Regions from separate parts of the Dromaius novaehollandiae genome. Here region 2 is linked to region 1. Evidence: chromatin contacts called from public Hi-C data. All regions are on one chromosome and are shown on one strand. Each heading gives the region's core, a stretch centred on a gene start, on an enhancer-like site or on the middle of the called end of the contact. The rest is flanking DNA. Distances are from core to core; before and after follow the strand shown.

Region 1 (6,123 bases), core at 1,437-3,936:
GTTATTATATTACTTCTGAACTATTTTCCCAAGATAATGGGCTCATGCTTGTCCCTTTTGCTAACTAGTACGATAGGGCTTTTTTACTTCATAATAAGGAATTCATACTTATTTGCAGACTGCTTCAATACTGTTGATGTGCTAACTTGAATAAAATAAAACATAGGCCTCACTTTCTGTGAATTTAGGCCTCTAAATCTTTGTATGGCTGTCCATCGACAACATTTTTAAACACTCACAAAAGCAAAGGTAGTCAGCAAAACTGAATTCTTTGCTATTCTTTGCACATCAAAAACTCACTGGTGTAATTTCTTTTTTAACTGGGTGATTTAGTGTAGACTACAGGACCATATAATGCTGCTGCTTGTCTTTCCTCTCTCTCCCACGTGGTTCAGAAGAATTAGAAGGGAACATGGAAGAACAGTAAATTTCTCAGTGCCATGTTTGCTATACTGTTTTTTGAGATTAAGAGGAAAGTTCAAAGTTCATGCAGCTGAAATAAGCAAAGTTTAATGCATGTAACTAAATGCCAACTCACAGACATGTGTGGCTATAAAAATTATGAAGTACTAATAACTGTTTTTCATCTCTAATACACAGATTTGAACATGTACAAACCTCAAGGAATGAATAATTCCCATGCAAGCTATTCATTTCTATAATGTATCTGAAAAGCTGCTGTGGGATCTGATCTAGATCTCATTAAATCAGCAGTCTGATGCTGTTTGAACTTCAGGGATAAATTAATTGCATCTCTGCTATAGTATAGAGAAATATAGTCTTCAGATTCCTCCATGTATATCATTTTTTCTGCTAACACCTCACCCTTACAATGAAGATATTAGATATATTTTAGTCATTGTTAATTGTTCTCTCCTGACTTACAGAGTAAGTTTAAATCCGAGATGTTCCTTTCAAACAGAGACATTTTATTCTCTTTAATTGCCCTTCTAGTCATCTAAAATAGGTCACAGAACATAACTCAAACTCAGATGTTCATGTTTGCTATTAAATAGATTAGCTGAACAAGAAAATTGAAATGAAAGTGATCTGGTAACTTACAAAATGAAAACACTTTGATTCCAAGGCTAAATTGAAAAAAACAACCCTAAAATACAGACTCTAGTGCATGTAAATTTCAAAAGAATAATTTCTAATGTTATCCAATATCCAGTTCTTTGCCTTGAGATGTTAAAAGATCTAGTTCTGAGGAACTGTACAGGAACCTAGGTTAGAGACCATGAGAAAACCTGTGTATGAGTGATGGGTGCTCATCAAGCCCCAGTGCGTGAGGGTGCTCCAGCACTCTTAGATATACAGCTTTGGAGAAACATTGCATCTTTATTCTCCCTTCTAAGCAAATTCTTCAACTTTTCAAAGAATTAAAATTAGGTTAGATAAATTCCCCCAAATTTACTGTCAGTAACACACTGACTGGTACCAGATAGGTATGAGAAGCCACTCATTGTGCCTGCCCTTCTGAGGCTATTTGTGGGTGACGGTGAGTAGTCACCAGGAGGTTGCATGGCTGCAGTTGTGCCCCCTCTTGTGAATGGTGCAGGCTGGGAACTGGCATTTAGTTCCTTCCATTGTGATTTATAAGATTTGTACATCAACTTGTCTCAGTCCGTGACTTCAATTCATCCCCTTGCTTAATGTTCTCAGTTTAGTTGATGATATTTAACACTCCCAGGGGTGTTTATTGCTGCTGACTATTGCCCACAGGCTTACTATTAGGAGCTTCAAAAGAATATTGACAAAAGTATTGTACAACTATTAATTGTCAGGGATCATATTCAGTTTCGTGCATGGTACTTCCAGACCAAACTCTTGGCCATGATTACAAAGTTTAATAGCTATGAATCCAGATGAAAATTTTGCCTCAGCTGACACTGATAGCAAAACTCCTTTTGATTACAAAAGTGTCAAAATTTCACTTAAAATCAAATGTAATTGTTACTGGGCTGTAGCTTGCAATGTTCAGGTCTTCTTTCATGCATTCTCCACATGGTGAGGACCACTAGTGTTGGGCTGCATGGGGCATAAAGAAGTGGTATGCCTGCATGAGGTATCCCGGTTCACCCAAAGTAGTCACCTTTATGGTTGATGCAACAGTTGGCATGAGATGAACAATATTCTGGGCTCTGTAAGCTTCCCATGTTTTTTAATTTTCTTGTCTGATTCAGCAGATAGGACAAGCCTCATCCATTAGGAACTACCAGCAATTGCATCTTCTGAGCTATCTCCATTTTGAGATACAGGGGAAGCATTTTCTGATGGAAGATGCTAATTTTTGCTATCAAATACTTTTCAAAGACCTTACTTCATTTGGGAAAAAGCCCTGCAAAATTGCTAAATACTTGTAGACTTCATCTATAGAAAAAAATCAAGGTGCCTTGTCTCTTGAGGTTGAAAGGACGCAGCTCAAGGAAAAAGATGTGTCTATTTTCATGGAGTTTTATTTTTAGTTCTACCAGCTGTGGTTATTATAATTGAAGTGCAGTTGGCAATGCTGTTTATACTGATATGGCCCAAATTCAGGGTGTTTTCTGGTAACCGTTATCATGCTTTTTTCCTTAAGAGCATGACTTCAGTATCCTTTAAATTCATGGTGCAAATATTTGTTGGGGGGGGGGGGGGAGGAGAGCGAGCCTTAAAAAAAAACCAAAAACAAAACCAAAAAAACCCCACCCTGCCATGTGATCTCTCTCCCTGCGCATCCATCTTCCTCTGCTGCCCTAGGGGAGGCTGCGGGCGGCTCGCCCTGCTCGGCAGCGCCGTCCTCGCAGCAGCGCGGGGGCAGCGACCGGCGCCGCGCAGCCACACCGCGGCCGCGGGGGGAGGCCGCTGCGCGGCGCGGCGCCCCTGCGCTTCAGCGCGGTGCCGGGCGGCGGCGGGCATGGCGCTGGGCGGCGGCGGGGCGGCGGGGCGGCTGGTGCTGTACCACTGGACGCAGTCCTTCTCCTCGCAGAAGGTGAGGGCGGCGGCGCCGCGGATGCTTGCGCGGGGGGAGCAGCCGGCGGAGGTCTGTGCGGCGAGGGAGCGCTGCCGGCCGCCTGGGAGGGGCGGGAGCGGGCTGCCCGCCGCCGGCCGGGCCTCCTCGTGAGGCCGCGGCGCCGGTCGCCTCTCCGAGGGCCCCGGTCTCCCTGCGAATTAGCGCGGGCGCCCGGGAGGAGGCAGCGCCCCGCCGGGCCCCGCGCTGGCGCCGCGCCTGCCCGCGGAGCAGCGCCGCCCGCACCCGCGGGGCGCTCTGCAGGCGGTACCCGCGCAGAGGCAACGTGAAGATGCACGGTACAGATGTGCACGCTGTGGAGGGTATAACGTAAAGAGACATGTTACAGATGTGTACGCTGCAGAGGGCATAGCATAAAGGTATATGTTGCAAGTGTGAGCCGTGCAGCGGGTGTGATGTAAAGGGACACGTTGCAAAGGGGTAGGTCCCCTGCAGAGGGTTGATGCAAAGGATGAAGGGTGCAGCGGTTTGCCCAAAGTGAGCAGCAGAGCCGCGGGGAGAGCCCGGTCCCCCAGCCCCTGCTGGGCCACGCTGGGTGGGCTTGCTCCACAGACTGCACGCGTTTCTTCTCGCAATATTTTTCATCAAGTAACTCGCTAATATCTTTCCAGGTGCGCTTGGCGATTGCTGAGAAAGCCCTAAAATGTGAAGAACACGATGTAAATCTGCCGCTGAGCGAGCACAATGAGCCTTGGTTTATGCGTTTAAATTCATCTGGAGAAGTACCTGTCCTTATCCATGGGGAAAATATTATTTGTGAGGCAACACAGATTATTGATTATCTTGAAGCAACATTTGTAGACGGTAATCTTACATTTCAGTGCATTATCTTGCCCCTGTACAAGTAATGTGCCACAGTTTCTATATCACTGTGTAGTATTTTGTTCATGACCAGAAAATGTTTCTACTCTCAGAAGTAAATATCTCTAGTAGTTGGTGGTGAGGGATAAAAATACATTCCTTTCATGACCTTCCAGCACCCTGACAAAAAGACCCCACTCTTTTTTACCCATTCTGCTAGCATGGCAAAGTAAATAACATGAAAACACAGTTCTGTACTAGTTCTGTAGTAAGGCTGTCACTAATAAAAGTAATGTATTGAACAGTAAGTTGCACAAATTCAGCTGTTCCAAGACAGCTCTTCCTTTTCGTCCAGAAAAAGGAATGATGTACTTTACTGGTTAATTCTGGAATAATCTTTAAGAGTGGAAGGTAGAAAGAACAAAGTATTTCTGGTGCCAAAAATGGAATAAGGAGGAGAAAAAAATAGGGAGAGTAAAATTAAAAGTCAACATGTGCAAGCTTTTGAGATTCTCCATGTCTGTATTGCTGGAAAATAGTCTACCTCATTTTTGAAGAAAAGAATTAAAGTGCACAGCTGTATGTTTCTTTTTTTTAGGTGTGGAGAGGTAGCATGTTGTGTTTCAGAGGTTTAGTCGTTCTGCAGTGGCTTTAAATGATTTCCCCAGCACAAAGAAAATTTCACTGCTTGGTGAAGATAATGTGAATTTAATGCTGCCATTTTAGTCAAATGAAGTGTCAGCACCTGGGTGAATTGAGGGTAGAGTAAAACTCAGCGGTGTGCAGAAATACCTCTAATGGTGCTTTGAATAGGATGCCTTTACTCTAATTTTAATAATGTTACTGCAGCAGTAGTAATGTTACAGTCATAATAGCTTATTTAAACCTCTGTTGTGCCCTATTCTGAAAGGGCTAGAGGATTGTGTGCCGTGATCTCTCCTATCCCTAGAAGTATAAAATACATGTTGAATCCAGTTCCCTGATTCAAAGGCCTCTTAAATCCTTCTTTACACGAGTTGCTGAATAAGAATAGAATTATTCAAAAGTTTTAGAGTGAAGTGTGAGTATACAGATTTTTCTGAGGAGTGATAAGCCTATGGGTTTGCAGTGGGGAAGCCTGATTGGTAGCGGAAGCTTTCTTAGCATGGCTGTGTTGTTTGTGCTATTTGGGTGCTACTGAGGTAACTTTGGGATTATTACTGTTGACGAATTACATGGTTCTTCATTTTTAACCTTTTTTAAAAATTTTGTGCTTGTATTGCAGAGGAAGTACCAAGATTAATGCCGGAAAAAGGAAGCATGTATTATCCCAGGGTGCAACACTATAGAGAGCTTTTAGACTCCTTGCCTATGGATGCCTACACTCATGGCTGCATCCTGCACCCTGAATTAACAGTGGATTCTCTGATTCCAGCCTATGCTACAACTAGAATTCGTAGTATGTACTGACACAGAGCTGAACGTGTGTCATTTAATGGGAGGTTTGATTACGCTAATCTGAGATCTTATTTTTAATGGGCTTTACGCAGAATATGTAGGGCACATATTTCTGCTTTTAATTGTAGTCCTTGATAATTTGTGAATATACTTGCTATTTGTTTTTGTAGTTTATTGTGATTTGAAAGTGTGGAAGAGGAAGTGCTATTTTCCAGGCATATATGGAATTGATTTTGCTAGTAATTTGAAATGTGCTTTCTGTGCATAAAAGAAAGTGGCAGCTGTGAATTTTTTAATTTCTGATCTTGCTGTTTATGCTTATAAAACTGTTTCCAAGGAACTGCACTATTACTGCTCACACCAAACCGCCACATTGAAGAAAACCCATTTTTTGTAGATGTAAACTTGTAATAAGTGTATCTATTTAATAACAGTTGCTTTCCTCTCAAAGTCATACAAATGTAGGTTAGCTTCAGTGAAACAGAGTATTTTTATATATTATGTTCTCAGTGAATCATCAGGCCCTGTTTTTTTGTTTTTAAGCTTAGTGCCAGGGGAGGGGAGAAAAAAAAGATCTAAGGAAGTAAGTAGCCAGGGTTCCTCTGACAAATGACAATTGTTCAAGCTCAATTTAAACCAGAATCCTGCGTGCAAATAACCCAACATTGAGAATCACAGAAGCTGATGTGAAGATGAAAAGACGAAGCTGTGGTCCTTTAGAATCAATAGTAAAATGTCCTTTGATTTCCCTCGGATCTGTATTTTGCTTGTGGACTTTTCTATAGATACCAGTTTCCCATTATAACTATGTATTAAGGCCTGAGGCCTGAGTTAAGACCTGTCTAGCCTGGTTCCCTGTATAACAGAGGACT
Region 2 (6,123 bases), core at 1,282-3,781, 190 kb before region 1:
AGTGCTACCTGTGTGAAAGAATGTACAATTCTGTAACATTTTTTTAAGTCTCAGATACTGTTAGAGTTCTTCAGATGCATTTTGGAATGTATAAAAGCCCAAAGTCTTTTTTTTTTTTTTTTTTTTTTTTTTTTTTTTTTAAATAACTTGTAAACAGTGAGAGATTTCTTCAGAGTTAATGACACAAAACACAGTAAAACAAATGCTTATATCTGTCTTGTGCTTATTTGTTCTTGGCTTGATTTTTATTGTTAACTGTCCAGGGGAACTGTAAAATGCACAGGCTGTTCAGTCTGTGCTGCAAACTCATCAACTCTATTTTAAAAGGAGTCATTCATATAAAAAAATCATCAATACTCATTACCCATCAAGTAATTAGTTAAGTTTTTAAGGCTTAAAGATTAATTGCACTTAATGCAAAAAGGCCAGGTTTTCTTGTTGATACTTCACAGACAGTATAAAGGCATGGAGATGGCTTTCACTTCCCTCTGTGAGAACATCAGTAGCCTGGAGGAGTCTTCAGAAAGCAGACAGGTGTTGCTAGTTCCCTTGCCTGCAGGCCTCTGGGGAGGATAGGAAGAATGGCTGAGCCTTAATAAACTCTAGCTATTCACATTTACTGCATGGCCTCTTAAGCGATAGGCCCACACCCAAGCAACTCTGTCCCCAGAGGTGGAGAACAAGTGATCTTTCTCTTCTGGGGGCAGGGGGGAAGGAGGCAAGCATTCTGGCATAACATCTGCTCTGTCAAAATACTGTCTAAAGTGTGTGCTGTACTTGTACTGATTTAAAGAAAATACTAGCAGATAATGGTTAAAATGGAAACTTTTCAGTAAAAAATGGAAACTTTCCTTTAAAATGGAAACCTTGCTGGGGAAGCAAAAAGGAATCTTCTCTAGAGTACTGTTTAGGTTTTCTGCCTTTAAAAATACCTCTCTATCTATTTATTTATTTAGCTTTGCAAAGAAAGCCACCTTTAGTTCAATTAAAAAGAGGATTAGACCTTTGGATCTTTTTGCCTGACTGGATTTGTTAGATTAGTTCTGCACTCTGAATATGAAATTGGATTTAAATGTTTTCAGCCCAAGCAGAGTTTTGTCATGTAAAGTGATGGATACTTGTTTTTAAATAATGAAAGGCCTAAATATTTTGAAGTTTAAAAAAATGACTGAATTGGAAAAGAATATAAGCAAAATTCACGTTAATCCTTTTGTGTTAGCAGTGTAATTTGTAATGAGTAAATCTGATGCTTGCTACTAATGAAGTCATCTTGATGCTGCAGATAAGGAAAAAGTTATAACTGTCTTTACAGATGTTTTCTAAATTCTGAGTAAAAAGAATGTATTTAAAAGTCTAAATGGCTTCTAAGACTATTATTTTAATGTCCTGTCACAGGATGACACCATAGATCATATTAAAATACCAGTATTTTTAAATACTGTTGTTCTGACTACTGAAACTACTCGGGATATGTTTGCTGAATGATTTGAAAGCAAATTGGCCCATCCAAATATTTTTGACATGCTTCTTTTGTGTTGGAACAGCTATAATCTTAGAAGCCTGATCCAGCCTCCATTAAGCCGGTAACACTAGATAGGTGACCAATAATACACAAAAAATATATTCCATACATTATGCTGAAAATATGAGGCCAGTAGCATGCAATTCTGATCCCTGGTTTTTAGTACTTGTGCTTATTGAAAATTAAGTTTTACACCTAATTAATCTTTTCATTCTTTCCACATCTGATATGTTTACTCCCTTCTTTTTGTGCTTGTAGATTAAGTTAACATAATCATCTTTAAATGCCAAATAGAGGGAGAACAGGAAACAGAGTTTGCAAGAGAAGGTAAAGAGAAGGGCCCAAAAATTGTATTTACAAACCCACACAGACAATAACAAAATCATCAGTCTTCTTTCAACTGCAAAAAATTTTCACTGTTAAATTTGAGATTTTTGCTAATTCAGATTTAAGCAATAATAGTAAGACATTTCCATTTCAGTGGCTAAGTTTCTTTAAAAAATATATATATAGAATTAAAATACTATTTCTTCTGCCTGTTTGTCTTCAAGCAGAGAAATGCAGGTTAAGCTAGCAGATGTCTTAGTTCTTCGCTCCTTTTATCAGACCAGCCCATCCTTTCTCCTGATCGCAGAGTTCAGATGTGTTGCATAGTGCACTAAGTGCATTTCTGAGTGGGAGACTGGATGCTTCCTGTCCTAGGCATTTGTTATGAACCGTACGTAGAGGAAAACAGGCCCTCTTGCTACTAACAAATCCTGCAGTAAGTGTTTCAGGAAACTCAGATTGCTGTTAAGTAACTCCTAAAGCCTGATTAAGCACTGATTTTTAATATCAGCTCCATATCCTTCACAATTCTATTAATATTGTAAACTTTTTTCTTCTTGTTTTTTTTTATTCTTTAGTTTGATACATTTGGTGAAAAACAGTTCTGATCGCAGAGGTATTACAAGTTGCTAGCATTTCCCCTCTGGTAGTTCCTGACATTTTTTCTGATGTAGGTAAGTTGTGTGCAACATGGAAGAAACAGGTAATTTGTAAGTCCTAGACAATGTGCTCATACATGTTGGTGGAAATTCTGAAGGAAACACTGATTTAGAGGCTCAGTCTTCTAAAATATGTGACCCACAAGCTGTCTTATTTGCAAGACTATAGCTACTGTGGAAATTGCCAGCTCCTGCAAACTTCCCAGTACCAGCCAGTCACTTGTCACTAGCAGCTGGGTCTCACATGTTACTCACTCTAGTGCCTGTTCCCCTCAATCTGGCGTGAAGAGCAGGAACATATGAAATGACTCAAACCTCCTTCCTGGACTCATCTCCTATTCCCTTCCAGCCTTTAGAGGTTCCACAGAAGGTCATAGATGACTGCTGCTTTTCCTCTGAAGATAGACAGGATGTGTACTTACAGTTTTTTCTTTTCACTCTCTGATTACATGTTGTTTTCCTGCCAGTGTTCCTTTCCCTTTTTCTCAAGTTTTTGGCTTTGTCCACAGTATTATTCATTAGTCCCTATCTGTTCGTAATTATAAAGTACAATGCTTCTTGTCATTCTTTAATTTTATTCTTTAAATTAAATTATCCCTCAGTCCTCAGACTTTTCTTGCAAATGTAAGAATTTCTGGTGAGAAAATTATCCCCTTAACATACTTTAAAGAGATATCTTTAAAGCTCTGAGGTACTTCAGACTCTTAACCACAGTCTCTAGAATTAATAGATAACTAGTTTCACTTGAGCTTGTTTTATTACAAACCAGAGTCACTGCACTGGCAAAGATGAAGACAAGCTGTGCAAGTCTTTCACACTGTAGAGAGTATAATTAAGGCAATGGAAACTTCATGAAATTCTATCTGTGCTATAAAAACTAAGAGCACACAAGTGAATAGTTATAATTTCTCAGTATAACTTAAGAAGTAGAAACTTAGTAAGCTGCTGTAATTTGGTTGCCCTGGAGTTGTGTGCTTGTACCATGAAGTTCTTCATGACCCCATGTACAGCACAGCCTGCTTCAGCCCCACCAAGAAATAGAACAAGTAGGCTAGCTAAGAGCTGGATCCACTGATAAAAATAAGATCATCTGACAGCTGTACAGACCTCAGCTCAAAAGAGCAGCTACTTTATGCACGGAAAAGAGAGAGCAAGAGCACACAGCCCCAAAATGTGTCCAACCATCTCCATTCCCAGAATACCAATGGCAGACTGTGCTGCTGTGGTATCCATTCTGGATATCAGCCTCAGGTAGGACATAACCCTTTCTTCTCCCTTTACCCTCTGCTTTCTCCTCTTCCTGCCAAGTTTAATGGTTTAATATGCTCTTTAGAGTATACCTATAAGCTTTAATCCTAAACTTGGCTTGAAAAGAATAAACTATTAGCCTGTTGGCATCAGGCAGAGGGTTATTTCAACATAACTGTTTCCACAGGATAGCAGCTAGCCTGTATTTCACTTAACCGTGTCCAGCGATTTAACTTAACACATTCGAATCAAACCAGGAAGCCAAAATGCATTTGGCAGGCTTACCAATACGTTCAGAATAATGCTTGTCACTCCCTTTCTTCCTCTCCCAACTATTTCCTTGCCTTCTCAAATGCTACAGACTCACCACCAGATATCTGCTGTTGCACTGCTCTTGGACTGGCCTCCCTGGCATCCTAAGTACTTCATCAGCCATATGCAGAGAAGATGAATCCTCTTTCTCTCTCTAGCCTCCCTCGTCATGACTTTTTGCTTAAACTATGCATAAAATATGCACTAATAAATATTGTCAAAGATGGGATGAGAGGATTTAAGAAAGGAAATTTGCCTGTGAATTCCTACAATTTTGTGTTCTCCGTGTTGACTGTCAGGTGTACTTTGTTATGTGAACAAATGCCCTGTACATAGTCCCTTTATACTGGAGAATCTGCAACAGCAAACCTAAACCCAAGATCAGAAGCAATAATCGTGTCTGCTTCCACCTGCATAAAGATCTGCTTCAAAAACTGACACAAATGGTCCTGCAAAGAAAATTAAATGATCATTTCCTCTTTTTCTATTGAATAAATAGAAAAACATCTTAAAAGAGTTTTCAGTTAACATGAGGTTTTGGGAATTATGCTGTTACATCCCAAGAACTTGGACATATTGGTGTCTTCTAGAAAGTGCATCTACATACATCTCAAGCTTTATAATTCTCTCTGATTAATGGTTTAAAATGGAGTGCTTTCCTCTGCTGTCCTGGAATACTGTTAATATTTTTTTCTGAGATGGGATATTATGATAATGTATATTATAAATCTTTTCTGAGGGAGATTTCAGTGACTCATAACTGCTCTTCAGGTCAAAGTACTCATCTGCAGCCAACAAACCAAATACAAAGCGATTATTTTGAAAAGCAATCACATATAAGCTAAGCACTTTTTAGATTTACTGAAAAAGAAAATAAAAATCTTATAAATTAGGGTAAGGTTTTTAAACATAAATTAGTGAGGAAGCTTAGTGTTAAACTTCTTCCTCTCAGCATCTCAGATGCAGAGGAAATGAAAAGTCATAGGCATGAAGTTCTAAATTCTCTGGACTTGGATTTATTTTGGGTACTGCTAAAACCTGATATGAGAGTCAGTCCCTATCAAATGCAGTTACAAAGGATTTCAAAACAAGTGAAGTAAACTGTCACAAAACTCCAGTAAAATAACACTATTGTGTAGCTCTCCCCAATTTCCTTTCTCTCCTTTTCATCCTTCTTTCCTTTTCACCTTCCTCCTCAGAGTATATAAGAAAATGTTACAGTAAAGAAAGAGTATTTAGTAAAAATAAAATGTAAGTAAGTTTATCTCCTTCCTTTCCAGTGCCCTTTTATACTATCTTGAAAGGGCCAAAGCAGACCCCTCACACCTACAGTGCACTAGTTTAGGGCTTTTGTCAACAAGCATCACAAGAGTTCAGTTATATGAATGCCATCGATAAGGGCATCAGAAGCCACGTGCAACTAAACCTGAATTAGCTGAAAAGATATAAAATTGAGATTATTTTGATTTAAGAACAAATAGTCTTGACTTGTACAATAAAACTTCAATAAAGAATAGCAGAGAATACAAAGTTTTTCCTGGCTGTCTGTATAAGCCACCAGGGGGAACTCATTCCTCATCGATATCATTTACTGAATCAAGTATCTGAAAAACCACCTATTCTAGATCCAGGTCTAGCAAGTCACAGGGTTCAGCTGAGAGCTTATCTTCACATAAGCTAAAAGCACTTTTATATAAAATCTCATAAATCTGCAGTGCTTTTTCCAATCTGCCCCTGAGTTTATCAGTCAGGCAACGCTCAGTGCAGCAGAGCAAGTACAAGTCTGGCATCAGAGGGACGGACACGCTTCCAGCCGGCTGAGCTGTGCCATGCACGTCAACGCGGTACAGGCAGTGTGCTCTCATGCCTGCTTAAAACTGTCCTGTGACTTGCGCTAAATCTGCTGGACTGACAGAAGAGTCGATGGAGAGCCTACTTCTGCCTTCTTGCTTGTTAGACTCACTCCAGATCAGTGGCTCTCAAATCAGTGGCCACGGCTCTGTGATTAATAAGAAACCTTTTTTGACATGGTGGCTGTACACGTAAAAGGCAACT

The links. A called contact is a pair of places that touch in the nucleus more often than the background predicts.
Region 2: a contact with region 1 is called in a Hi-C map of brain, with 6 times the contacts expected there. The contact joins the promoter of LY96 here to the promoter of GDAP1 in region 1. A contact is called at or near these places in 2 of 4 Hi-C or Micro-C datasets (brain and liver).

What each region holds. Positions count from the first base shown.
Region 1 is chr2:127,662,094-127,668,216 of bDroNov1.hap1, reverse strand. It overlaps GDAP1 (ganglioside induced differentiation associated protein 1), which reads left to right and starts at 2,686. Exons shown (of 6, transcript XM_064507377.1): 1 at 2,686-2,974; 2 at 3,625-3,817; 3 at 5,079-5,252. The coding sequence starts at 2,900.
Region 2 is chr2:127,855,777-127,861,899 of bDroNov1.hap1, reverse strand. LY96 (lymphocyte antigen 96) reads left to right here and starts at 2,531. Exons shown (of 5, transcript XM_026115160.2): 1 at 2,531-6,123. It overlaps TMEM70 (transmembrane protein 70), which reads left to right. Exons shown (of 3, transcript XM_026115158.2): 3 at 1-1,358.